Regions from separate parts of the Gossypium hirsutum genome. Here region 2 is linked to region 1. Evidence: chromatin contacts called from public Hi-C data. All regions are on one chromosome and are shown on one strand. The core of a region is the stretch at or near the end of the contact, and the rest is flanking DNA. Distances in the headings are between cores, read along the strand shown.

Region 1 (6,718 bases), core at 1,138-3,637:
GCTCCATTTCCATTCATTTCTTTTGTCAATTATAGTAGGCACTAATTCGAAGGAGAATATGTATATATCGAATTGGATGACTAACCTTGCTGCGGCATTGAACCCCACCGAAATCATAAACACCCATCCAGATATCGTCATGCTGAAAATAATGACCCATTGAAAATTTATTAATCTACCAAACCAATTTAATTAAATTTTTTAGGGTTAATATATACCCTCCACAATTTATATTTATTTAATACTTAAATCTTTTGTTTTTAGAGCCAGTAAAGAACCTGGGAAGCAAGAAAAGAGAAGATGATTTGAAATGAAAGAACCCAGGCATTTGGCTTTAGAACTGATGCAGGGGAAATTGAGATGGACAGGTTCAGTTAGGGTTTTGTTTTATGTTCTTGGCTTTATAATGGTTGATTGAACCGCCCAAGCTAGCCAATGCATGTGAAATTGTTGGCAAGCTAAGGCGAATTTAAGGCTTTGTATCAGACTTTTACTCCGCATCAGGTGATTTCTTTCAAAAAGAAAAAAATTTTAATTGACATCTAAATTTAAAAATTATTAGCGAAGTTGATTTTTTTTATTGGTCCAAATATGTAAAATAAAAAATAACAATCTTAAAATCCAAGAAAAATAATTAAAAATTTTCTAAAATACATGGAATTCATTTAACAAGCAACTTTTATATAATTTTCTTTTGAAATTATAAAAAATATAATATTATCATTAAAAAAACACTTAAACATATGGTTGTGCAAATTTAGACAATAATTTGTTCAAATTCATTAAGCACGTAAAATAAAGAAAATATTATTAGGACAGGAATTAATATTTTATTACCTGTTAATCTAAAATCTAATTGTGTTGTAGTGAAGATGATATATAATATTAGTCTGATATGGACATAATTAAGCAGTAGATATAGGACAAGAATCTAGTATTAGTCACTTATTACCTACAGTATATTTTCTTTTTGAAAGCAATATTGGATTGGATAGAAAAAAAAACAAAATCAAGGGCCGGAGTCAAATGAAAATAATAGGCGCAAATAAAAAAAAAACAAACGCACCCACACATTTCGAAAATAAAAAAGACAAAAGACAATGGAAAGTGAATTATTAGTTTCTGAATATACGAGTCTATTTCTATAGGACATTCAATATTTTAAATGATTTCTACTTACTTACCAAATGGAGAGTGAATCCAAAGCCAATTCTGGGTTCTCGAGCAACCCTGCAAGCAAAACCAGAATCTGAAAATACCAAGTTTCCAAGCACAACATCACCGCCGACGACGCCGATAACTTGAAGAATCCCGGCAGGCCAGTGAAGGCTTGACTGCTGAACCCATTCCATGTATATTTGCACTTGTCGCTTTTCACTATATACACAAATTGAGCAACCACCACAATCCACCACGACAAGCTCAACACCAAGGACGCACCCAACAAACCAAGCCCCATTTTGTACACCGCGACCCAACTCATCAGCAGATGTATGAATAATGTGGCTGTGGATATGTAAGCGCTAGGGGCCACTATGCTCTGAGCCTGCAGAAATTTCTGAATGGGGAAATTTAAGGCGTATGCGAAGATTTGTGGTATTAGACCATAGACGAAAATTGCAGCGGCGGAAGCAATATCAGGCGATTCACCTAGTAATAATAAGATTGGTTTAGAGAAGACATAGATGAGTGTGAGAAGAATCCCTGTGAAGGTGAGGAGAACTGCTGATCTTTGAAGATATATGCCTAGCATGTCGTATTTGTGTGCTCCAAAGGCTTGCCCGCAAAGCGTTTCCACTGCACTCCCCATTCCTAACTACATGATCCCGGAGTTTAGTTCAATTGCGACTAGTAACCTCATTTATACGTGCGTGTGATTTTATTGTGTTTTTAATTCTATCTATTACCATCAAGATGCAATCTTTGGGAATCTCTAATGTGAAAAAGAAAAGAAAATAGTTCATGTGATGTATGTACGTACCATGAGGCCATAAGCAAAGATTTGGATGCCAGTGTTTCCGAGGGAGGCGGCGGCGAGTTCAAGATTACCGAGATGACCGGAGAAGATTTGGGTGGACATAGACATGAGATAGTTGATCATATAAACAATGACAGCCGGCGCTGCCAAGTGGAAAAGGAGTTTCGATTCGATACATGTCGCTTTTCCCCAACGCTCCAACAAGGAAGAGTTACCGTCCGACAATACATCCTCAAGCTCCGAACTTGTTGATTCGGATTTCGTATCCGAAGTTTGTGATTGAAGCAGAGGTTTTCCGATGGCGTTTTCGTGGAGGGATTCCATTGTAGGCTGATCAGTTATGGCTGTCAGCCGAACAAAAGAGACTTTTTTTTTTTTTTTGATGAAAGAACATAAGAGACTTTAAGTTATGTATTTATGAGGAAACGCTGGCGGCTTAAATGACAATGAGAGCTGGATTTGGAAATTTATAAATATATTTCATAAATTAGAAAAAAAAAGGGTAACCAATTAATAGTTTAGGAAAATAATTTTACATTTAAATGTTATTTTTATTGATATTTTTTAAAATGTAAATGATATCACGAGTATGGAAAATCGAACTTTTAATTGTGGCCTCGAACTCTAATTGGTAGCAAGTGCACGAAATCATTGAACTTCACAAATAAATGTTGGTTTTTCCTTTTTATTTTATTGATGAAGAAAAGACCAATTTGAAGATCTGCTTTTGGGCACTTGTATTATTAATTGCTTACGTCACTGTTTATGTATCTAGGATGTCGTTTTCTTATTCATTATTCTCTTTTCTATGGATTCTTTTTCAAAATTTAGTAGCCATAAACATCATATTAACATTTCGGATTTTTACAAAAATAAGATAAAAAAATAAAATAATACTTAAATAATACAACAAAAAAATATGTATTAAAATGGTACATTTTAGGGTGGTGCCGCCTATGGCAGTGGCGTGACCACCCTGGATCTGATTTTTTTTTTTACTTTTTCTGTTAAAAAAAAGTAAAAAACAAAAATCTAAAAAAAAAAGGTTGTGAAGGGTGTGCCAGAGACAGCACCGGTCACGCCTTCCCATAGGCGGCACCAATACTGCTATCGTGAAAGAAGAAAAAGAAGAAGAAAAGAAAAAAAAAAGAGGGTGGGGGGAAAAGGAAAGGAAGAAAGAAAAAAAGAAAGAAAAGTGAGGGAAGGAAAGAGACAAATAAGGAAAAAAATAAATAGGAATGAAAGTTTAAGATTTAAGGAAGAATAATTAAACCCTTGTTTTAATTGCTGTAATTATTATTTCTTTTCCTTTTCTAGTTTTTTACAAGAATAATTAAAGTGTTAAAAATGTAATTTTTTGTTATAAAATTTAATTTATTATTATTATCATTGATTTAATTGGAATTTAATTTTTATAAGGTATTATTTGGTTAAAAAGAGTTATTAAGGTATGTTTGTATTTATTTTAAATTTTTATTGATTTATAATTTATTTTTAATGTTTATTGAAGTAAAAAAACTTATTTATGTTATATACAAAGAATGTTTTATTTTTATGTAATTTATTTGTTATGTGTGTTTTAGATTGATTAGATATATTTTTATGTAATTTAAATTATTTGGCATGTTATAATTATTTGTTGTAATTAATCATTACAAATTGGTTACTTATCTTGTACAATTAACCTGCAAAATATTACACTATACTAAATTATGAGTTAAAAAATTATATCAACTTTTAAAATAACATAAAAAAATTATACCGACTTTTAAAATAACAATACATACAATTATACATTTAATATTTCTATTGAATAAACTAAGAGAAAAATAAAAATAAATATTAGAAATTTATAAACTTAAATATTTACATATACAAATAGTATAGAGATATAAAAGAAGAGAGGGGGAAGGAAAGAGAAAAATAAATTTAAATATGACAAAATAAGGAAAATAAATAAATAGAAAGGAAAGTTTAGGGTTTAATATTACAAATTTATAAACTTAAATATTTACAGATAATAATATTTCTATTTTTTGTATATGTAAATATTTAAGTTTATAAATTTGTAATATTTCTATAATAATATTTCTTTATTATTTGTATATACAAATTAAATTTTATAACAAAAAAAATTATCTTTTAAAAACTTTAATTATTCTTCCCTAAATCTTAAACTTTCCTTTCTATTTATTTTTTTTCTTATTTTTCTCTTTTCTTCTCTCTCTCTTCTTTTTTTTTTCTTTCTTTCTTTCCTTTTTCGCCGCCCTCTTCTTCTCCTCTTCTTCTTCTCTTCTTCTTCTTCTTCTTCTTCCATGGCAGTAGCACTGGTGCCGCCTATGGGGAAGGCGTGACCGGTGCCGCCTCTGGCACACCCTCCACCACCTTATTTTTTCAAATTTTTGTTTTTTTTCGTTTATTACTTTTTTTTAACAGAAAATGTCAAACCCAGGGTGATCACGCCACTGCCATAGGCGGCACCATCCTGGGATGTACCATTTTGGTACATACTTTTTTAGTTGTATTATTTAAGTATTATTTTTTTATCTTATTTTTGTAAAAAAACCCTCACATTTCTTTCTCTACATGTTCTTTTTTTTTAAGTTAGTTCAATTGCATAAATCCAATCGTAAATATAAATATTTGTTACTTATTGTAAATTTTTTTCACGTTTTCGAATAAAAGTGACTAATTCTTTCATTGTGATTATCTTCCAAAGAGGTAAATGATTGGCTAAAAAATATGCTCTATTCCTATTCCTATGGGTAAGGGTCTCCTGTAAAATAATTTAATAATCAATTAAGTCTTCAATTGAAAACAATACTTAACTAAACTCTTAATCGAATATAAGCAATCAATTAAATTATCAAAAAAATTATTTTTTGTATAAACTCCCAACATTTATTAAATTTTCCACTTGGCATGTCAAGGTTGTGCCACGTAGCAAAATATGATCATTTCTATTAAAAATTCTTTAAAAAATTATCAAAAAATCTAAAAATGCAGAATATAGTAATTTAGAATTTTTAAAAATTAAAAAAATGTAATAATATAAAATTATTTAAACAAAAAATTAGAATTTTTAAAAATTATAAAAAAAAACTTAAAATGGAAAAAAAACTACAAATATTATAAAAATATTAAAATTAATTAAAATTTTAAAAAAATATTAATTACAAGAAGTATAGAAATTATAAAAACTGCAAAAGAAAATGTTAAAAAAAATGTGAAATCATGAAAAAAAAATTAGTATATGTCGTTAACATGTCACATAAAGAATTTATACTCAAGAAAAAGAACCAGAATAATAAATTTGTTCTTAAAGTTGAATCATGTAAAAAAGTTGATTTTATAATTTGTTTATTGAATATTTCCTTTTTTTTAAAATTTAAAATTTATATTATTCTTTTTTAAAAAAAGACATGTTTTATATATAGTTTTAAATAATAATAATAATAAGGGTTAAAATGTGAATTTTTCACCAAATTATAAGTGAATATTGAAATTTGTTTTTATATTATGTGATTAGATTTTGCCACTAAACTTTGAATTTTACTGAATTTTATCACTAAATTTAATTTATTTAATTAAATTTTACCACAATATCAATTTTGATGATTAACAAAAATAATGAGGAAAATTATCATTTCAAATATTTTATTTTATTTTTTAAAATTTAATTCATTTATAAAATATTAATAAATTATCTTAGAATTTTAGTGTAAGGAACACTCGAATTTGAAAAAACAAAAAAAAAAGTTTTTTATAAAATAATTATATTACTTAATTTATTATTTTAGCTATTAAAATAAAATAATTAAAATATTTTTTAATTTAATTTAATCTTCAAATTATTTTAAATTGAAATTGAATAGCAAAATTTAAAGAAAAACAAAAACATGAGTACCATTTTTTTTTGGGTAAACGAAACAACAATTACAAAGGACGATTCATGAGGGAATTATCAACAAATTTATCTTCCTGCAAAATATCTTTAATCCTAATAGGAGGAGACTCGAAAATACGCAAGGAGTTACCACTTGACAAGGCCATTTTAGCCAAAGCGTCAGCGACCCAATTGGTTTCTCTGGGAACAAAATTCAAGAACCAATTTCTTTCCGAGGCCAGAATTTGCTGTATCCTCTTAATGAGTGCATTCTTTGAACCTCCAGCCTTGCTCTCACAGATCAAGATAACGTTTTCTAGATTATCCGATTGAATTATGACCTCATTATAACCTTGTTTCTGAACGATGAGCAATCCATCCAGCAAACGCCATAACTCAGCAGTCGCCGTAGAGCATTTCCCCAAAAAATGATTAAAGCCTAGGATCCACTCCCTTTTATTATTACGTAGCACACCACCTGCAGCAGAAAGACCTGACACAGAGTGAATAGCACCGTCAATATTAAGAACTACATACATACCTGGGTCCTATCGAAGTCAGCACTGCATCGGTGGCAAAACCATCCCTTCATTATATGTGTGGAGAAAATGTTTTGCCTAACTGTAAGAAGCATTGATAATATCCTTCGGACTTAAGCCGTGTCCTTAAAAAATAATCAAATTTCGATTCTTCTAAAGGCACCAAAAGATAATCCCGAAAAGGCACGGCCAAGAACAACCACTCTGCCTACTGGAAGAATAAAGTTGCAAATTCGAGGTAAGCCAATCGGTCAAAGAAGCAGAAAAAAAATCCTAAGCTGGGTAGCAGGATAGATCTGATGCTAAATTTCCTTC
Region 2 (6,718 bases), core at 3,160-5,659, 170 kb before region 1:
GGTGGGATAACTTGAGGACCACCTAGAAAAGAAGAAGGGGGAAACGTGGAGGATGGTGAGGAATCGAAGGGCCAAAATCAAACTTGTGAATAGGAGTTTCTTGGGGTTAGTGGTTAAAAAGGATTGAAGGTGTTTCCTTTGGGATGAAGTTGACATCATCTTAATAATTTCTTAGCAAAAAAGAGAAAAGTGGAGATGAATCTTAAGGAGACCAAAATGAACTAAAAGTTGTACAGAGGAGATCAAATTGAATAGAAAATGGGGAACATGAAAAGATTATGATGGAGATGTTGGTAAAAGTAACATAGAGATCTCTGTATCAGGAGTCGAATTGCATTTTGTCCTCTCTACTTAAAAAAAATGAGTAAATTAATTATTATACATTAATTCAAATATTAAACTGCTCTTATTAAAAATTGCATCTATTTCTACTATTAAAAATTGGTCCTTATACATCAGCATGAGGTAAAAGTGGCATGCCACGTGTTGCTGTCAATTATTCCGTCAACCATGCCAATTTTTTATAGTACAATGGATGAAAATTTTAACATAAATGACTAATTTATTCTTTGATCTAATGTAGAATGACTAATTTGCCCTTTTTTGAATAGAGGAGATAAAACGCAATGTGACTCCTATTACAAGGGGCTCCATGATACTTTTACTTGGAGATGTTAGATAGAAGTGACAATAATTTGAAGGTGTATGATTCCAATAACGCGCACTTGTTGTCTTGCAAGGTTACTAAAATCATTTTTAAATATAGTAATAAATATTATTATATGACAATTATTTAGTAAATAGGCAATTGAATTTTTTAACTCCATTGGCAATGTTGAGATTTTGACACGTCTTATTTTTTTTTAAACTTTTAAAATATAACTTAATAACACATGGCAAAATCTCAACCCTACTTGTAGAGTTAAAAATTTTCAATGCTAGTGTAATGTTGATACATGATATCAACGACATGGAGAAAGAAAAAAGGGGTGTTGTCAAGGAAAGCCAGTTCACCCATTCTAAGATTGAAAGTTGGAAAAGTAAGGGGGCTTAGATAGATGAGAGCTTAGCACATTAAGGTTTTAAGAGAAGAGAAGAATGGAGAGGAGATCCCTACTATGTTGATACCTTATGGTATTTATAGGAGCGTGGTGGTTCATAAGCGGTCCCCTCTTGAGGACAGCATACCCGTTAATAGCGAGTGGCCTAACGGAAGGTCTAATTAGATGGTTAATGACAGAAGACCCCTCCCATGGATGATACAAGGCATGCTGGTAGTCAATTACTGAATGAACGCCCGAATGATATAATACGAAGAGTCATTCACTGGTGTCTTTCCAGTCGCTTCTTATATTACCTCGTGTCCAGGTTGAGACAGGGGTATAACAAGTACCAAATAGTTATCTTTATTACAATGTTGTTTTTTTATTATATAAAATATTAAAACGTGACATAAGTCTTTATACTCTTTCATAAATTTGTAATCTAGTCCTATACTTTTATTTTTTAGAATTTTAATCCCTATATTTTTTAAATTTGAAAATTCAAGTCCAACCCTATTAAAATTATTTTATTAAATTTTAGTTCATTAGAAGTCATTTTTGTAGTTTCGTTTCTACCAAATGGGTAGTTATTTTATTTCATATATCACACCAACCATTGAATTAACTTTTGGACTTTGATTTCTGAAAATAAAAGTGTAGGAAATAAATTCCGAATTTGTAAAATGTAAACCAACCTATGACATATTTTAATCTATATAAAATTTTTAAATAAAACAACTGAAAACCACACCTAAGGATCAAATCCAAAAAGTTTGAAGATTTATACATAATGCCACTCTTCGCATAGTTCAATTGTTAATAAAAACTCTCATAAATATATTTAATATAAAGATTTTTCTTTCACCGGCATGAGTGTTGCATAATCTAAGTAAAATTATAAAAGTAACACTAAAACCTTTTTACCATTGCACCACAGCCTAATTTCACCTTAATTTTCGTGGAGCTGTATTTAAATACCAATGTTTAAAGTTCATACACAAACTAAAAAGCTGGACTTGGAAAAATATCAGAAGTTCTTTTTTCCAGGTCTTATTATTAGCTCGTTGGGAACAGCTAAAACCCACCATAGAACCATGTAGGAGCAGTGGCTTTGGGGAGTGAAAAAGGGTGCTGACTGAAGCAAAAATAAGCCAAGAAATCGATGGAGGGAATCGGTCATTGACTCCTACATTGCGGAAGAAGAGTTCTTTCACCATCTTAAAGTAAAATAAATATTTCAAAAGGTAAAGAGCCGAGAGCAAAACAAGGGCAAATCATCATAAAATGGCCTAAAATTGAACCCTGTTTTATGGAAACCACCTCAAAATACAGTTTCACCAATGCATGAAAATTTACAGGTTGAACTAACCCATAATTGGCCATTTCTTAGACTTCCTCTCTCTATACATAAATCATTAAGAAAGAGAGGCAGAGAAAGAAAAGCAACCATAATGCAAAGAAAGAGGTAATGCATGCAGTCTCACTTGACCAGATCTTACCTTATCTTGCCAATGAATATAGCCAAATCGTGCGTGGCTATATTGTCCTTTGTTAATAAGATACCAGCTGAACATCCGCCTAAAAACCAGGAGGTGCATGGTTGTTTGATCATCAATTACCCTCCACTTGTATGTTTTAAGATAAGATCCATGACACAATTAATAAACAAAGATCAATCAGATAGCATTTCATTTTGATCCAAGCAAAAAAGGGTTCTAAAACAATCACCTCGACAAACAGTACCAGGCAATGCATTTGGTACTAAACTAGCAGCAAATAATCATACAAATGAAACAAACAACGTTCTAAACATATGACATAAGAGGATTACAAGAATGTCTAAAAGATGTGTTTTGTAAACTCAACTTCAAGGCTCAAGCCCTTTTCTCCCTAGCCATTGCAGGTCTTTTGCCAATGGTCCGAGCCTTGCCTGAGTTTGGAACCAGCCCTCGCAGGAAGGCTAAAACACCGAGTCCCATGAAAGGAGAGTACACTGTCAACAATTTATCTGATGCCTTCTGGGATCCCATCAGCTCCCCTAATAAAGCGGTCTGAATTTCACACAAAATTAACAAAACAATATTTGAGGAGTGACATAATAGCTTTTCAGAAATATATTAAGCCTACAAACTCATAATAAAGAGTGACAAAATTGTGCTAACATTTGATCATGTTAAGCCTAAAATCCTTTTCTTGGAATTGGAAAACCAACATTATTTATCATTTAAAATTAAAAGCCCTTTAGGTTGGATTGAGGGATTGGGGTTGCTTAAGTAATGAAATAGTGATAAACAATAAAAGTTCAAAGCAGCAATTTGGTAAGAATCTCCATTTCTTTACATTCTTTAAAAGGGGAAAGGGGAAAAAAAGTCACTTGCAGAAAGAAAATGTTGATAAACAAGTTTCAATTATACACCCTTTCAAATTATAACAACTATTTTTTCTATGCACTACTTCATCTCCAACAATAAAACATTCAAAGTACTAATCAAACACATATTCATTAGAAACAAAGATCAAATCCTACATAGTTTCACTTTCAGCTAAAGAATTAACAAACTGTTAAGTAACCACTGGCCTTTTTTATAAATAGAAATCCCTTCTGGGTTCAAAGTAGAATAATTAATAAGATTAAACCATGTTTAATAAAAAAAATACTATTAAAGCATTAAAATTTAGAATCCCCCATCATAGAAAAAAAGGTTGAAATACAAAGGAAGTTTTCAATTTACCATGGCAGTAATAACAGAGGCACCATAGATGAGACAAGTGGTATGGAACCAATGCTTGGATGCCAAAATCCCATAAATGTTAAGCAAAACCAGAGGCCACTGGAAAATAAGCTCCAACCAGACCAAGGCCACGAAGAAATGAGGCTTCTCCACCATCAAATAATCTTGGTACTCCGCCGCATATTGCTGCTTCAAACGGACGAGCACCTCCGGGAAAGTGGTCTCCGGCAAAACCAGCTGCGCATCGATTAAAGGTCCGGCTACAAGCATCACCATAAACGCCACCAACAGCAGCATATCAACTACCTTGCATAAAATTCCCATTTTTTGTTTCAATATGGAATTTTTTTGGATAAAATTTTAGGGGAACAATATTAATTGGATCTAAGTTTCTGAAAACATTTAGATGGTTTGAAATGGTCAACTCTACTTTACAAGTGTGCCTCTTTTGCTTATCAATAATTTATATGCTATTAATTAAACAATAGAAACAAGGTAAACTACACCAACTACAGTCCCTAACTTTGTTTAAAAGTACTTTTTTTAGTAATCACAAACATCAATGATTTGTTATATTTTGGTCAATTGTTTGTTAACTCCCCTTAATAGGATGACATGACACATTAATTGTAACACTTAGTTTTGGTGGGTTCTAAGTTCTGAGAGTAGTTTGAGATTAATCTAGGAGACACAACCTATCCGCCTTATTGTTATTTTGGCGTATAGATTGGGCGCATACTAGATATTAAAATATTATGTAAGGATCGAACTCAGAATGTGTTGTGTTGTAAGGAAGGAGAGTTTGGTAAGAGTATTGAGAATTTTGTAAGTTAGAGTTATCGCCGAATGTATTGTACACCAAGTTCATTGAGTTACTGTACTAGTTATGTTAAAAACAATTTGGTTAGAAATGGAAAGAATAGAAGAACCAAGTATATAATTTATTGAATTTTTATTTAGATTCTCTCTACAACTGTAAACCATTTATAAAAGCAGTCCTGAAAGTTGTGACAAGTGTTAAGTTCTAATAAGGACTCAAGTTAAATATGTGGATATTAAGGGTAGAAAAAGGGAAAGTTTTTCCTTCTTTCTTCAGAATTATTGATATCTGAATCTTAAAGAACCTACAATATTTCTTTCTCTTTCAAACGAGAGATGCAGATTTGGATTTTTACCAGTGATTACTCCATGTCAAGGTAAGATTTATGACTCTGCATGTTATGTTGTGAAAGAGAAAGTCTGTTAGATCTGATAGATCAGTAAGGTAAAGATATAATGCCTTGCTTGGGGATTTCCAACGTTAGAAATAATAGTAAAAAAGGTATATGAATAGATCTTGATGGGTTTCCATGTTCTATAGCAATAGTTGTTGCTAATTGCGCGATAGAAGTTTGGATCTAAAGTTTTGAACTACAGTAGTTGAGAATCAAGTAAGTCTCTCTGTTGACTTTTGCATATGTATTATTTATGCAAAGAGATCTGTAGGATACTAAACGAAATATGAAGCCAAGAACATGAAAGGTATGTTATGATATGTGTGTAACTATATGAGTAATTACTAAAGGATATCTGTGAATGTATGATTATTGGTTGAGGATAGTATGTATAGCTGGTATGGAATTTGATAAGTTCAAGCATATGATGAATGGTGATTAAGTAATGTGATGCTAAGGTATGGTTATATATATGTATGCTTGGAATGTGTATTGTGAGTAAGAATGTTTGTGGGTATGTAACACCCTGAATTTGGGCCTAGAAGTTTTGGGCCTTGAGCATGGGAGCGGTTGAAGGCAGCTTATAATATTCTGTTGTGCGTGAAAATTTCGTTAATGAAGGCTTGTTTTAGTGGTTAAGTGTGCTGAGAAGTGTTGGAGAAGTCCTGGGTTCAAACCTGGACTCTAGCAAAAATTTTGGTTTAAGGTGAATCAAACCCTGGGTGTAGTAGGTAGGCCTTAAGAATATTGTTGGAGAAATTGTGACACAAAAAGCCTTGTGGCTTAGTGGCAAGTAGAGTGTGGAGAATTTAAGGGGAGGCATGGGTTCGAATCTCATGGCAAGCAAAGAGCATTTATTTTGCTAACAGGGGTGGCAAGAGTTGGTGCTGAATTTAAACTCTGATGTTGGAGGGATCCCACATCGGGAAGCTAACATAAGAGTGGATGCGAAGCTGGCTTTAAATAGAGAGAACCATGAGGAGAGTAAGGTACCTTTCTTGGCTAATCCCTTTCGCTTTATGGCGTGCTCGTTTGGGTTGGGCATCGGCTAAGAGTGCTCAGAGCGTGGATTAACTCCAGTCTCCTATCAGGTGTGTATTTCTCACTACTCTAGCTATAGGATGGCTACTTTGGGTCGCGAGGCCGGAAGGGGTCATGTCGGCCCAATGGGCCTACAGGCCCAATTGGATAAGTTGTTTGATTGTGTAGTAAATATTGGACTGGGCTAGGTGAATCTCATATCTGTGGCTAGATTTGGGCTAAAAGGGCCACACGAGTGTGTGGGCCCATTTGGGCCGAGAATAGGCTTTAGGCCTATTCGTATTGTTATCCCTATTTAGAATACTTTAGTTTACCAAGTTACTGAAATACCCTGGACTTGTAAAATTACCAAAGTACCCCCGATTTATAAAATTACCCAAATATCCTCGATTTGTAAAATTACTGAAATAAGATAGGATTACCATTTTACCATCGATTTACAGAATTACTGTTTTACCCTCGATTTATAGAATTACTATTTTACCCTCGATTTACAGAATTACCATTTTACCCTCGATTTACAGAATTACTATTTTACCCTCGATTTATAGAATTACTGTTTTACCCTCGATTTACAGAATTACTATTTTACCCTCGATTTATAGAATTATTGTTTTACCCTCGATTTATAGAATTACTATTTTACCCTCGATTTATAGAATTACCGTTTTACCCTCGATTTACAGAA

The links. A called contact is a pair of places that touch in the nucleus more often than the background predicts.
Region 2: a contact with region 1 is called in a Hi-C map of leaf, with 2.9 times the contacts expected there. The contact joins the promoter of LOC107887479 here to the promoter of LOC107887478 in region 1. A contact is called at or near these places in 6 of 34 Hi-C or Micro-C datasets (fibers, hypocotyl, leaf and 1 more).

What each region holds. Positions count from the first base shown.
Region 1 is chrA03:71,554,526-71,561,243 of Gossypium_hirsutum_v2.1, reverse strand. It overlaps LOC107887478 (protein DETOXIFICATION 40), which reads right to left and starts at 2,387. Exons shown (of 7, transcript XM_016811737.2): 1 at 1,982-2,387; 2 at 1,185-1,816; 3 at 86-142. The coding sequence starts at 2,302.
Region 2 is chrA03:71,730,834-71,737,551 of Gossypium_hirsutum_v2.1, reverse strand. LOC107887479 reads right to left here and starts at 4,409. Exons shown (of 2, transcript XM_016811738.2): 1 at 3,776-4,409; 2 at 2,706-3,094. The coding sequence starts at 4,099. The coding sequence ends at 2,918.